Regions from separate parts of the Mus musculus genome. Here region 2 is linked to region 1. A link is a contact called in public Hi-C data. All regions are on one chromosome and are shown on one strand. Each heading gives the region's core, a stretch centred on a gene start, on an enhancer-like site or on the middle of the called end of the contact. The rest is flanking DNA. Distances are from core to core; before and after follow the strand shown. Region 1 has its middle 540 kb from the start of Gm22159. Region 2 holds the start of Cdh7 (cadherin 7, type 2).

Region 1 (2,700 bases), core at 27-2,526:
GGTGCTAGTTTAAATGAAAGGTTAGCGCTATTACTGTAGCTAATGATGTTGAAAAAGAATGCAACTGAGACACCTCTCTGTGGTAGTAGCTTCCCCTAATGAATGCAGTTTTCAGGGGGCCAATCACTAGGCAAGGAGTAGGCAGGATTTTCATGTCAGAGAGGGGAAGAGGGGAAGCAGGAGAGGAGAGTTGGCTGGTGGACAGGAGAGGATGAGGCAAAAATGTAGCTAGTGATGGCCACCCAGTTTCAGGTGGCAGATCGATTTTGATCTGCTACTACAGGATTTAGCTTAGAATGACTTATACATTAGGATGCTAGCTTCTGCCACCAGCGACCACGTTACCTGTTAATTCTGAACTAAGTTTGTGTGGTCTTTTCCTTCAGGCGGTGAATCAACTGGGTTCCAGAGAGAACCATAGCAAAGCATGGGTTTGCAAGAAGTGTACCCCAAAAGGCAGTGGGAATTAGAATTGTGGGGCTGGAAAGGCAATGACTCTTCATAGCAACTTAACAAGTGGAGTGGAGAGATTTCAGAGCTCTGGGCCAGAGTCTGCAAAGATGAGAGCAGGCTGTGGCTGCCCGCCTGTGCCTGGATGGTCTGCCCTGATGGAGCGGCGTAGATTTCTCTTTTAATATTTCATACAACACCTCTCTTCCTCACAAATCAGCAGAATAGGACTCAGAGTATGGAGTAGAAATATATAAATCTAGGCATGAGCCTAACCCATTTATTCAACTCAGGGAACTGAGTCCTGATCAACGCAACACTTTGGCTCTTCCACTGTACTTGCTACCTTTGAGAACGACTCTCCAAAATTGAATAAGTGAAAGAAGAACCTGTTTTCCTTCCATAAATTATTGAAAAATACTTCATATTAAAAATTTTTTAAAGAGTTTAAAGATTAGAAAGTACATTTGAAAGGAAAAAACTAACATTTCACTGAGAGAAAGAGAGAGAGAGAGAGAGAGAGAGAGAGAGAGAGAGAGAGAGAGAGAGAGAGACAGAGACAGAGACAGAGACAGAGAGACAGAGAGACAGAGTCAGAGAGACAGAGAGACAGAGAGGCAAGCCTAATTTCTTAAACACTATCCTACAAAATTGTTTCTCTTGGTTTTAAAGCCTTATTTTGTTTGATCTCCACTGTATTGCCAACATTTCGCCATTATTTTCATTTGCAAGGATGTTTTTTCCTTTCCTCGGTGTGTTTTAGCCAGAAGGGCAGGAGAGCAGCTGTCTCTACTAAAGAAAGCAATTATTTGCCAAATGAATGTTACATTGCCTGGATTCGCCAACTGTTTTGCACAACACCCCCAAATATCAGACAGTCTTTGTGATAACCAAGCCTTGCTCTGATCCACTTCAAATACTATGCCTTCATAAGACTTTAACACATTGGTTATTTTCTTCAGATTAATGTAAATACAAAAATAAGATCTGACTGGAAGTGAAGAAGGGAACAGTGATAGAGGCTAGCAACTTCAAAAATCACAAATATAAGACAACCCATATATAATCCTACCTACTAATACATATTCAAATTCTTACGATTGTAGTCAAATTTAGAAATCTTTAAGTGTTTCTTCTGCCATTTCTTTGTTTTAGACATTATTAGTCTTGCTGAAATTTCAACTGAATTCACACACCTTTCTAAGCTTTTTAGACTTCTCATAAATATCAAAATTCACTTAACAACAAAGGTAGCTGTGTTTAAATTTTATTATTTATGCAATTTCTTCCAGTAACTGTAGATTAGTACATTGAATTCAACCATATTCAAATTATCCAAAACATAGGCAATATGATCATATTTTTGTATTAATAATGATAATTGTATCATAAATGATTCTTAGTCAATTCTCAGCAGAGTTCTTGCAGAATTCTAAAATCTAATGAGCACAATATTACCTGTCTGTTTTTCTGCTGATATTAGGATATTCTGTACCCCAATCAGAATGTCCAATTAAGTTCATATTACAGTGATCTGGGGATTTTTTTCAGCCAATAAACCTAACTTCTTCCAAATCCCAGCTATGAACCACTTTCAAAGGATTGTAATATACATTATAAGCCTACTTTAACAGTGGGCTTTGTGCACACATTTGCAATGTAAGTTGCTTTTCTTATCACTGTGACTTAGGGTTATCAAAAAGCAACCTAAGTGAGGCTAGTTTAATTTTGACTATAGTTTAGTGGAATACATTTTACCATGAGCTGGCCAGTATTAAAAAGTCTAGCAGCTTGTACTTTTGTGACAGCCAGGATTAATAGAGATGAGAATAGTGATCTTCAGTTGTTCTCTTTTTCTCTTCATTTATTCATTCTAGGACTCCAACTCAGCCTAAAATATCAATCACACTCAGAATGAGTGTCCCTTGCTCAGCTTAACCTTTATGAAAATGCCCTTAACTCAAACAGAATTTTTTTTCAAATTTTATTAGATATTTTTTCATTTATATTTCAAATACTATCCTGAAAGTCTCCTATACCCTCCCTCCGTCCTTCTCCCCTCTCACTCCCACTTTTTGGCCCTGGTGTTCCCCTGTACATAAAACTTCGCAAGACCAAGGGGCCTCTCTTCCCAACGATGGCCAACTAGGCCATATTTTGCTACATATGCAGCTAGAGACATGAGCTCTGGGGGTACTGGTTAGTTCATATTGTTGTTCCACCTATAGGATTGCAGACCCTTCAGCTCCT
Region 2 (2,700 bases), core at 22-2,521, 900 kb before region 1:
GATGCTAAAAACCGAGAGTCAATTCAAGGGTACGTTTCACTAATATAGATGCCTTGTAGTAGCCTTTCATAAGAAAGAGAACAACTCTCTGACACTAAATCAATAAAAGTAGACTTAGGAAGAGGTGTGCATCTGTCAACTGATAGTTAATGCAATTCTAATGACCTATCGCAGTCTTTAATTACAGTAATACTTCACACTGAGAGTGCACAATGCCCTTTTAGTAACACTACAAACTAGAATAGCTTCTAGGAGGGTGATAGGCTGTGCCTCTTGCTTTATTTCTCTTTCCACACACAAAATTTCAGCAAGCTTACTCAGATAAAACTATTAAAACTGGATGCTGCCTCACAGCTTCCACTTAGCCACTGACAATTAAACAGGAGTACACAAGGAAGATTACCATGAAGTTGCTGGCCAGCAACCTATACTTTTGCAGTTACTCCATGCTTTTCAAAATAGCCCGTAAAAATAAAGAAAGTCATTTGAATGCATTTCTCTTTCACATAGAATAGCAAGCATTTGGCTCAACATGACGTCTGACCAGTTCTTTAGAAAACGAGCTGTTTGAGTGGGTTTCTGGAAGGTGCAGTTGGAATTACTCTTAGTTCTTCCTTCCCCTTAACAACTCTTTATAAAGACTCAAAACTACTTAGATTTTGCTGACCGTGCATCTACACAAACTTCCTTTTAATAATGGTTCCTACTACAACAGAACTCTAAAAATACATTTTTGGTTTTTGCACTAGCAATCTACCTTTAACAGCAAATACTGTCAATTTGCAATTTCAATACGATGACAATAAATTTTCCTATCTGTAAAGAGAGATTAAAGTTCTGTCAATCCACCTCTGTAAAAAACAAAACAAAACACCTGCTGGGCACTGATATTGTGGAGGGTAAGTCTTATTTTTATAAATATTGAATTTAATACATGACCTAAATATATCTCTTGCAAAGTAAAAGGTGTTTTACAAATATTAATGAATTACTATGCAAATTTTTCACAGTCTAGAGATTCTAAATCTGTGATTTTTTTTTTCCCTAACAGCTTATGATTTCCCCAGTTCAGGGTTAATTTATTTTGGTAATCTTTACTTACCTGAACTATGACATCTAAGAAATCCGAAGGGTTAATGATCTAAACCGTGAAGCCATTCAAAGCTAAGGTCCTTTTGTATCAATCCACGCTGGGAGGCTGGAAGGCTGAATACCAGCAACTAGCCTTGTGCCAAGTGAACCCACGAAGATGTCCAAGTCCAGAATGAATTCCAGAGAAGCAGGGTGCCCTTTTCCCAGCTCACACCAAAGGTACAAAGAGGCGAAGTGGAAGCAAACCCTGAAGATGCACCTGACCAACGGAATACTAATTACTAGGGGGGAAAAAAAGAGCAACCATACTTGAGTTCCACATTCACATAAGGCCAAAGAGGTCTAGGGCAGATGGTTCAAAGGAATCCTGCTCCTGCTTACACAAGGCACACACCTCCTTCCAGCCTCAGACCTCTGCAGAAAGCGGTGGCACAATTTGCTCCGAGTTGTGCCAGCATCAGTTCAAGGTCCACGGAAAGATCCGCTGGGTACCTCTTAGAGGACAGCGGTGGAGATGGCGAGTGTTTACCTCTGCATTTGAAGTGGGCTGGGATTGGGATTCACTCTCACCCTGACTACTTCCCTCGCGTTGCACCTGGTGTCTGTCAACACTGCTTTCCTGGAGGATCTCGGGAGAACTCAGTCCTCAAGCCTGTCCTGCCAGGCAGAAGCACGTCTCAACACAACACGCAGTAACTTGGGAACGCCACGGGAAACTCCGCACGGATACCCTCCCCCCCTACTCCCGCTCTTTGCTCACTTATCTGTCCGGCTCCCCGCGGTGCGCAGCGAGGGCGCGCTTCTGCGAGGGCGACCTCCCCAGCCCCAAAGGAGGCACACATACACTCACCTGGGGCCTCTCTACCCTGCCAGCAGCATCAGGCACCTGAAACCATGGCGTTTGCATTTAAAAGAATGCGCACTTGGCAAGGGGGTGGAAGGGGTGGGGGATCCACGGGCGCTCAGGGACGCTGTGCTCCCAGCTATGAGCGCCGGGCAGACACAGAAGCAGCGGACCGGCACCTGCTCAGCCCCGCAGCAGCCTACTCGTCTTCCAATCACAACGCACTCCGCAGGGCACAAGGACCCTGGGGGTCATTGAATGCTAGGGTCCCGCTCTTGATAGGGACGAAAAGGGCCATCATTATTCTTCCCTTCCCACCCCCACCCTCCACCCCCATCCCCCACACACGCTAATCCTCTGCACAACAGTCTAGGGTACCAAGTCCGGAGCCAACCAGAGCGCGCGTCCCCGGAGAGGGCGGGAGGGCGAGCGCGGGTGACTGCGAGAGGGCGCGCAGGGGCCGACTTGGGAGTGCGCATTAGAGGGAGATGCAGATCGCCGCGGGTTACCACTGGCACCTTGTCTGAGAGGCTACAGAGACTTCAGGACCTCCTGGAGAAACAGAAAGCGCTGTTGGCTAAGATTGCCAAGAGAGAGACGCTTAGTCGGCATGCGCGCGCGCGCGTACACACACACACAGACACACACAGACACACACACACACACATACACTCACACACACACACACACACACACACACACACACACACACACACACACACACACACATATGCACACACACATGCGCGCGCGCGCATCCTCCT

The links. Hi-C and Micro-C count contacts between places; a contact is called where the count stands out from the background.
Region 2: a contact with region 1 is called in a Hi-C map of cerebellum, with 1.8 times the contacts expected there. The contact joins the promoter of Cdh7 here to the enhancer-like site in region 1. A contact is called at or near these places in 2 of 39 promoter capture datasets (hippocampal neurons and stem cell-derived epiblast-like cells), 2 of 484 Hi-C or Micro-C datasets (cerebellar granule neurons and cerebellum), 1 of 115 datasets of contacts at active chromatin or transcription factors (stem cell-derived neural progenitor cells) and 1 of 9 other capture datasets (embryonic stem cells).

Annotation. Positions count from the first base shown.
Region 1 is chr1:109,084,892-109,087,591 of GRCm38.p6, reverse strand. No RefSeq gene overlaps it. Among named protein-coding and RNA genes, the nearest start is that of Gm22159, 540 kb to the left of the region's middle. Within about 2 kb of position 1,276, at least 1 of the 459 cell types and tissues checked has an H3K27ac peak or open chromatin away from gene starts, as enhancers often do. A contact at or near this core is called in cerebellum, where this site is marked.
Region 2 is chr1:109,982,294-109,984,993 of GRCm38.p6, reverse strand. It overlaps Cdh7 (cadherin 7, type 2), which reads right to left and starts at 1,271. Exons shown (of 12, transcript NM_172853.3): 1 at 1,103-1,271.